Regions from separate parts of the Mus musculus genome. Here all the other regions are linked to region 2. The links are chromatin contacts, called in public HiChIP or PLAC-seq and promoter capture Hi-C maps. All regions are on one chromosome and are shown on one strand. Each heading gives the region's core, a stretch centred on a gene start, on an enhancer-like site or on the middle of the called end of the contact. The rest is flanking DNA. Distances are from core to core; before and after follow the strand shown.

Region 1 (2,700 bases), core at 99-2,598, 350 kb before region 2:
CACAGACACAGGCCACTTTGGTCATAGGGTTTAATGGTCTCAAAGAGAAGTGCAATTGTGGTCAGAGATACGGGCCCCCCGACAGACTCTCCCTTTGGACTTCAATAGAAACGATGTGGTGTCCTGGTACCATGGCCAGACCCAGCACACGGGGTTCGCCCGCAGAAAATGAATCTGGAAAAAAAAAAAAAAGTCAGTATCAGAACAGCAGGCAAACATCCGTCTCGCCCCCAGAAAATAAGGGGGTGCAGTAAGGCCTGCAAGAGGAAATGCCTTGCAGTGAATTTCCGCCGCATTCCCGAGGAGGTAGGTGTGTATTCCCTGGACACTGACCAGAAGGCTTGAGGAACTCTTGCGCAGAGCCCAGGATGACATTACAGTCGCGATCAGTGCACAGGAAGCAGCCGACTAGTGTCCTTCCATCTGTCATACGGATACGCATGGTCTTGTTGAGCAATGCCTCTAGTTGCTGCCGTGCACGCGTGGCCGGCGAGTCCTCCTGTTCCCCATCAGAGTCCTGCTAGGGCAGGACAAGCACTCAGACACCTAGGATCGGCAGCACGCCCAAGGAACCACAGTTCCCAGCTGCCCTCGCGGCGCTGCCAGAAGCCCGTGGGCTGCTGGGAATTGTAGTTCTCCTTTCCAACCTCGCCACCCCCTTTCCCCTCCCCGCCCGGTGTCGCTCCCCGACTGCTCGTCCAGAAACCAAGCCCACGCTAACCCCGGCGCTGGAGCTGCTCTGACGCCGACTGCAACAGCCATTCTCCTCTCGTAGTAGCATGGTCGGCCCAGCTCCGGCCATTGGCCCTGGGACCTCTTTTGGGCCTTAAACTTCCTAAGAGCGTTTTGGGGGATCGGCGCGTCAGATCTCGCGAGTGCTCCCAAGCGCTTTCGTGAGATCACAATTCCTCCTCGCCTCCGGTTCCGCCACTGCAGATCTCGCGAGATTTTATTTCATGCCAGGTCCCTACATGCCTACTGGGCTACGAGAAGAATATCGCGAGAACTTTACCTGCAATTGCTTAAACAGCTTTTAAACGCCTGAAATCTGGTGATTAAAAAACCCTCTATTCTAGTCTCCTCGTCGATACTTTCTGTTACCCCTAACTCATCTAGCCTACACTCCGTTATGAAACGGACTGTCTTCATTTCCTCTAAGAATGAATTCAACCACAGTAGGCTCGAAGCCGGAATCCGGAATGCTTCCGGTGGACACGCGCAGCCCAAACCCCGCCCTACTTACGTATAACTAACTACTGTGGCCGGTGGCCGGAAAGGGACAATGGTTTCCATGTCAGCGACAAACGCACTTCAGGTAGTTCTTGGACCTGATAGTTTTAAGATTGCGGAGGAGCGAGAAGGTAGCTGAGGGAGCCTGTGCCTCTTGTAGACCAGGAGCCATGCCGCGCCGGGGCCTAGTAGCCGGGCCAGACTTGGATAATTTTCAACGTCGGTATTTCACGCCGTCAGAAGTAGCGGAACACAACCAGCTCGAGGACCTATGGGTGTCTTACCTGGGATTTGTTTACAATCTAACACCGCTTGTCGAGGAATTCAAAGGTAAGGGACACACGGTAGGGAAGGGCTGGAGAGCTGGTTCTGGCCCTTGGGTGGCCGGCCATTGACGGCCTCTGTTTCTTTTTAGGGGACCTACTGTTGAAACCCATCCTGGAGGTCGCAGGCCAGGACATAAGTCACTGGTTTGATCCACAGACTAGAGACGTAAGTTCTGCTGGTATGGGGTCGGTGGAAGCGGCACTGGAGAGCAGAGGAGGGATGGCGGGGAATAACTCGAACTCGAAATAGTGATTGCTCCGATCCGTCTCTCCAAATCCTTGCTTTTGAAGATTCGCAAGCATATAGATCCACTCACTGGTTGCATGAGATACCGTACCCCGCGGGGCCGCTTCGTACATATCCCGCCGCCACTGCCCCGTTCAGATTGGGCCAATGATTTCGGAGTACCCTGGTGGAAGGGGGCAAATTACCAGGTGGGACGACTGTCTGCTCGGACCCGGAACATCCGTATTATTAACACTCTTGCAACGCAGGAGCACACACTGCAGGTGAGCTCTGGCGCCTGGGGACGTACTAGAGGAACCAGAAATCATTTCTGGGAGTTAACACGACAGAGGAAAGCAGATGGTCCTGGTACCCAGAGTTGGAAATTCCAGAAGTATGTTTGTATTACAGCTCCCTCAGTCTCCTTCATAGCTCTAGGCCAGCATCTTGGTGGTGGTCCTTGGAAGGGTTTATATGCTGTTATGGACCCATTGTAAATGAGAGACACCAGCTTTGACTCTATTGAGTCATTTATTTGTTAGAAGTGATAGGACTTGGTGTCTTTATAGTATGCTGTAGCATCAACTTTCCTTACCTGGGACTGTGGGATGCCTGAAGAGTGCTATCTGGTAATGGAGGCACTCTGATTCAAGCTCTGTCATTTCTGGTGACTGATTCTCTTCTTTTTTTTTTTTTTTTTTTTTTTTTTAAGATTTATTTATTTATTATATGTAAGTACACTGTAGCTGTCTTCAGACACTCCAGAAGAGGACGCCAGATCTTGTTAGGGATGGTTGTGAGCCACCATGTGGTTGCTGGGAATTGAACTCAGGACCTTCAGAAGAACAGTCGGGTGCTCTTATCTGTTGAGCCATCTCACCAGCCCCGACTGATTCTCTTCTATTATTATTATTCCCA
Region 2 (2,761 bases), core at 124-2,623:
GTTCTAAACACATCACCCAGGCTTATGTAAGAGCCTGAGCTTGTGAAGTTGAAACAAAACTTCATCTCTTTCTAGGAACAGAACATAGGGATACTGATGGCTTTAGGGGTGTTGCAGGATATTTGACCACACTGTGACCCTCGGGGATGACAAATTAGGCCAGGAGAATAAAAGATATGTTTACACTTGGGTCACTTCACTTTCAAAGTTCTCTGAGTAATAGATATTTTCCTGTGATAGTAAATCAGGGTAAAAGTAACAGGACTGCACGCTTGTCAGTTTGACTCAGGGCTCCACAGAGGAGGAAGCTGGGACAAGGAAAGAGATAGACTGTCCAGGATGCTCAGGTCCCACCAACAGGGAACAGACTATATACAGTGAAGGGCTCTTCATCTGGGGGTGGCCACAGGATCCCATCATGTAGCCAAGTGCGTTACGGGTGTGCTGTATTACAGGTGTGCACCACCGTGCTTACTATCTCCAGTGTGGCGCACACGCACGCACATACACACAGCATTTCAAATCTACTTGGATTCTTACTTCCCACCGCTCAGTACGATACATTCCAAAGCTGGAGTGTAGTATGGATGGTACATCAAAACTTGGAAGCTCTGGGGTTTCATACCCAGGGCCGTACATAAATATTTAGATCATTCGGAACCTTTTAAACCGTAACCTTCTATTCTATAATCTATTTCCTGTGTAGTTAATTTTTTCAGACTCGAGAGTGAGATTCACGACCCGAAAGCACGATGATGTTTGCTCAGTCCCAACTATTATTGTACGTGACGAGCAGGCTCAGCTCTACGGAAGCCCTCAGATTCAGGTTGGCAACATCTGCTACGGTAAGACTGCAAGTGATCAGACTGAGTTTTGCAAGCAAATTCTTGAGGCCCACACGTCGGAAACGCTTAGAGTCCGGCCATTTGCAAGGCCAGCCTCTATCTTCATGGACTCTTCTTCCGGGGGACGTGGGGCGGGGAATGTGGCCAGGACCTTACCGTCTTTGAGCCGTAGGGCCACGGGTAGGCGTTCTCCTTCTGAGCCATTCTCCAGGGCGAGAGCGGGAGGGGAGCTGGACAGAGAGGGAAACAACAGCGAAGGCAAGAGATGCAGAGGCAGATCCCCGGGGAGTGCAAGCCTGGGCGGGCAGAAGGAAGCGAGTCAGCACGCAGCCAAGGTCGGGGGTACTCCTGCACCTCTCCTTCCAGGCGGATAGCGGGCACGTGGATCCGCCCAACGGAACCCGATCAGCCCCGTGGACCACTGCAGCCCCCGCAGTTCCCCGCAAAGCCGCAGCCTACGCCACTAGGCGCTCGCACACGGAGAACCGGTTTACCCCGCGACCCGGACGCTTTCGAATCTCCCGCTCTAGGTCCATTGGCTGAGCCGCCACTCAGCCCACTCTCATTGGCTACGTTTTTTGTGATGTAGTCATTGAAACAGAACGAAGGTGTGGCCTAAGAGGCTTCTTTTTACTAGTTTGAAACTGTGTCCCAAGATGTGCACGCTCCTTTTTCTAGTTATAAAAAATTAAATATTTAAATTGGGCGGTGGTGGGGCGCACGCCTTTAACCCCAGCACTCGGGAGGCCGAGGCACGTGGATTCGTGACTTCGAGACTAGCCTGGTCTACAAAGCGAGTTCCTGGTCAGCCAGAGTTACACAGAGATACCCTGGGGGGAGGTAGAAAATAATAATTATATATAAATAAAATATATAGAGTAAACATTAATATGACCGAGTTCTTTCCGAAGACCTTGGTTAAATTGTCTGGTTTCCACGAAAATTTAGATGCTACCCTTAATATGATCTTTGAAAATACAGTCTTTTTTCAGTATCTTTGGTGTATTGCCTTTACAATGCCCCATAATATTCAATTCAAGCAGATGCTTAGGTCTATTATATATACAGACATAATATTGTATATGACACAGTATTTGCATAGGGTCTGTAATTCTCTAGGCTTCATTGATTAATTCCTAGATCACCTAACTACCTAATACAATAAAAATACTGTGAGACAGCAGTAAGACCTAAGTTAGGGAATATGATGCCGGGAAAGTCTACTACTCAATACAGATGCAATCTTCTAGATGGGATGGGTAGAGGTGTAGGTTAGACAGACAGACAGACAGACAGACAGATAACAGTTGAATCTGTGGGTGTATAAATCATGAATTTGGAACTGCATTTCTGGGTTCTCTATCCTACCTGTCTGTTTTGTATTTGGTTTTTGTTTATTCAAGACAAGGTCTCTCTGTCCAGCCCAAGTTGGCCTTTAATTCAGCCCAGGCTGGCCTTGAATTTCTAATTATCTCACTGCACCACTGACAAGCCCAGTTCATTTCTTCCGTTTGTATTTTCTTAAGTATCCTGTTTTCCTAGGAAGAGCTTTCAGCCAGTGGCATGGTCTACATTCCTGGGCTAGGTACACTCAAAATCCACTCTCTTGCACATTTTTTGCTTATGTGTCCTTACTATTTTGTTCTTTAAAATCCTGCAAGGTTTCTGACAGTAGGCTTGTAATTTTAGCACTCTGGAGCCTGAGGCAGGAGGATTGCTAGGAGCTCCAGGCTACAGTGTGAGCTGTTTACTCCAAAAATATATATAAATTAAATCCATTTCCAATTCTATACGTTAGCAATTCCCGATGAATTAGCTCTTGGTTTTTCTTATATTCCTTGAGTCATGGTAGAGATGGCTTCTGCTGGCCAAGTCACACTGAAGCTGGCCACGAGGGGTATTTTCACTACTTTCGT
Region 3 (2,803 bases), core at 169-2,668, 320 kb before region 2:
AGAATTTCACAATCTTCAGATCCGACCCTCTCCTCTTTCTCCTAAAAATCTGACCTAGTCACCACCAAATTAATTTCTCAAGTCAGACGATTTTACAAGCAAGCCACTGGAGGAGAGGAAGGGAAAGAGTAGAGATAAAATTGACAACATTCACAGAACACTGAGGGCTGGGCAAAGGAGAGAATCAAACATGGACTCCTTGGAAAAAAAACTCAATCATCTATTCATATCTCTCCCCCCAAAGTCACTAGGATTTCTGTCACTTTTTTTTTAAGGAGAAAAAAAAAAAAAGCCAGTACCATTTCTCATTTAAAAGCTACGTACACAATTAAATGCATTTTGACTTCAATGAGGTATGTAGAGAGTTATATATAAACATATATTTCATCTTTTTCCTTTTCAATGCCTGAAGGAAAAAAAAAAAAAACCTTCACATCAAACCACTCCCTTCTGAAGTATTCAGAAAAAAAAAAAAAAAGCTTTTCTTTAGAGAAGGGAGGTGGGGGGAGGAAGAAGACTAGTAAAGAAAAGAAAAATTCAATCTAGTTGGACTAGTATCTAACTAGTTAACCTTTAACAATTTATGCTGATGTCAGACTGAGCATGAGTACTGATTAATACCCCCCCAAATATTTTTATAAGGGGGGGAGTTAAGTCACAGCAGCCATTTTTGTTTTATGCAGAAATCCTTCATGCCCCCCAACACACACACACACACACACACACACACACACTCTCTCTCTCTCTCTCTCTCTCTCTCTCTCTCAATACACAAGGAAAATGTATTAATCTGTGCACTAATCAGTTATGAAAAAAGGGAGAAATTTGTGGGTTTCTGAGTAGAAGCTTGGAGATTGGATGTAACAGGGAGAATGGGGGTGTATGAAAAATGAAATATTAAGCCAGCCATTTTGTTTTAAAAGGGGATTTTACCCCCCTCTCTCTTTCTTTATAGAGGGGGGTGGCAGTGCTGGAGGGGGGGTTGTTTTAAAAATAATTTCAAGGCGGCCATCTTAGTGCCTCAGCTCTGAGAAATATTTCTGAGCGCCCCCCTCAGAATTTAAATATATTTAAAGCAACCGAGGGGGGTAGAGAGAAGTCGAAAACTTTTATATACATATATATAATTTTTTTTTTTTAAACGATCTCCCTTTCTTGTTCTCTTGGGAGGAAAGACAGAAGGGGGAAAAAGTCCTTAAATTTTTCCAAGAACATTTTTGGGGGTGGTGCGGCCCCCCTCCTCAGACGCCGGCCCCGGGGGTGGGTGTTCTGGAGGGGGGTGGCCCGGGGGTTTGGGGGGCTGGGGGAGGCGGTGAGGAGGAGGAGGAGGAGGACGCCGCCGCCGAGGAGGAGGAGGAGGAGGAGGAGGAGGAGGAGGAGGTGGTGGTGGTAGCGGTGGGGGAGGCGGGCGGGCGGTGGGTGGGGGGGTGGTGGGGGGGCCAGAGCCACAGGATGGCTTCCCCTCTGAGGGACGAGGAGGAGGAGGAGGAGGAGATGGTGGTGTCGGAGGAGGAAGAAGAGGAGGAAGAAGAGGGCGACGAGGAGGAGGAGGAGGTGGAGGCGGCCGACGAGGACGATGAGGAGGAGGACGAAGAGGGAGTACTCGGGCGCGGGCCGGGCCACGACCGGAGCCGCGACCGCCACAGCCCCCCCAGCTGCCACCTCTTCCCGCCGCCGCCGCCGCCGCTGCCGCCGCCCCCGCCACCAGGTAAGCGTCCGTCCGACTCCCCGGGGCCCGAGCGGAGCCGCGGGGCCCGGCACCTACGGTTCGGCCGAGCCGAGGAGAGTCCCGGGCGCCTGGCGGGTCTAGACGGGCCCGGCAGTCCGGGCGGCGGCGGCCTTGGGGCCAGGCCTCCTCCCCTCCCCCGCCGCACCCCTCCTCCGCCGCTACCGCGGCCGCCGCCACCGCCGCCGCCGCCGCCGCCGCCGCGCCCGGGCTGGAGAGCGCAGGGAGCGAGCTGCGCGCGCGGACCGGGCCACTTGGTCGCGGCTTTCGGGGGAGGAGATTTATTTTTTTCACCCTCGGCGGGGAGGGGGTAGGCAGGAAACGGCCGTAGCGAAGCCAGGGCCCCCCTCCCAGGCCGAGCGAGGGACCGCGGAGACCCCGGCGACCGGACGGCGGCGTGGGGGGAGGGGCGCGTGGGGGAGGGGCGGCCGCGTGAGCGCCCCTTGGGCCGGGCCCCGGTGGGGTCGGACTGAAGCCGAGTGGGTTCGGGGTGTGGAGCTGACTGCCACCCGACGCCCTCCGCTGGGGACTTGGGCAAGCAGAGGTGGGACAGTGGCCCGCGGACCAGCCCCTCCACCTGCAGGGACTTCGGTGCCCGCCAACTTAGGGGTGTGCGGTGGCACGCGTGGGAGGGGGCGTGCGAATGTTTGTAGCGGCTGATGACCAGAGGCAGGTGGTGGCCACACTCCACGCAGACCACTTCCTGGAGTAAGACTTGGACATACCGTCCACTCCCCCCTAGCTGGCCGCCGAGGTCTCGGGTCACCTCAGATTTGAAGAGAGACAGGAGAATGTCTGGGGAGCCAGATGCCCCCGGCCCCACCCTCGTCATCTCTGCCCCGGGCTCTTTTGTGTCAAGTGCAGCCCCCATCCCCCCCTCGTGACCCCGTCAGTCTGGGGTGGCCGAACTGCCCAGCTGTGACTCTCACGTGGCTGCCATTCACTGTCACTCTCTTGATGAAACCACCCACACACCCTGACCACGTTGGGGGGCGTGAACTGCCCACCCAGCTGCTCTGTCCTGACCATCATCACTCAGCACCCTTCTCCGAGATGACAAGTCACCTGCCACTGGCG

What was found. HiChIP or PLAC-seq counts read pairs in DNA pulled down with a chosen protein or histone mark. Capture Hi-C pulls out chosen DNA fragments and counts their contacts.
Region 1: a promoter capture Hi-C map of adipose tissue shows a contact between it and region 2, with 2.4 times the contacts expected there. The contact joins the promoter of Cyb5d1 here to the promoter of Aurkb in region 2. A contact is called at or near these places in 2 of 39 promoter capture datasets (embryonic stem cells and neural stem cells), 1 of 484 Hi-C or Micro-C datasets (forebrain), 6 of 115 datasets of contacts at active chromatin or transcription factors (bone marrow-derived macrophages, cardiomyocytes, embryonic stem cells and 2 more) and 2 of 9 other capture datasets (adipose tissue and macrophages).
Region 3: a contact with region 2 is called in an H3K4me3 HiChIP or PLAC-seq map of bone marrow-derived macrophages, with 3 times the contacts expected there. The contact joins the promoter of Chd3 here to the promoter of Aurkb in region 2. A contact is called at or near these places in 4 of 39 promoter capture datasets (cranial neural crest, embryonic stem cells, frontonasal cranial neural crest and 1 more), 2 of 115 datasets of contacts at active chromatin or transcription factors (bone marrow-derived macrophages and pancreatic cancer cells) and 3 of 9 other capture datasets (adipose tissue, liver and pancreatic islet).

Annotation. Positions count from the first base shown.
Region 1 is chr11:69,393,994-69,396,693 of GRCm38.p6, reverse strand. It overlaps Cyb5d1 (cytochrome b5 domain containing 1), which reads left to right and starts at 1,348. Exons shown (of 4, transcript NM_001045525.2): 1 at 1,348-1,560; 2 at 1,646-1,722; 3 at 1,848-2,066. The coding sequence starts at 1,401. It overlaps Naa38 (N(alpha)-acetyltransferase 38, NatC auxiliary subunit), which reads right to left and starts at 903. Exons shown (of 3, transcript NM_030083.2): 1 at 722-903; 2 at 334-517; 3 at 23-174. The coding sequence starts at 802. The coding sequence ends at 62. It overlaps Tmem88 (transmembrane protein 88), which reads left to right. Exons shown (of 2, transcript NM_025915.4): 2 at 1-178.
Region 2 is chr11:69,044,249-69,047,009 of GRCm38.p6, reverse strand. It overlaps Aurkb (aurora kinase B), which reads right to left and starts at 1,373. Exons shown (of 8, transcript NM_011496.2): 1 at 1,002-1,373. The coding sequence starts at 1,049.
Region 3 is chr11:69,368,041-69,370,843 of GRCm38.p6, reverse strand. It overlaps Chd3 (chromodomain helicase DNA binding protein 3), which reads left to right and starts at 1,418. Exons shown (of 40, transcript NM_146019.4): 1 at 1,418-1,708. The coding sequence starts at 1,453. Gm32483 (a long non-coding RNA gene) reads right to left here and starts at 1,854. Exons shown (of 2, transcript XR_003949707.1): 1 at 1,766-1,854; 2 at 1-106.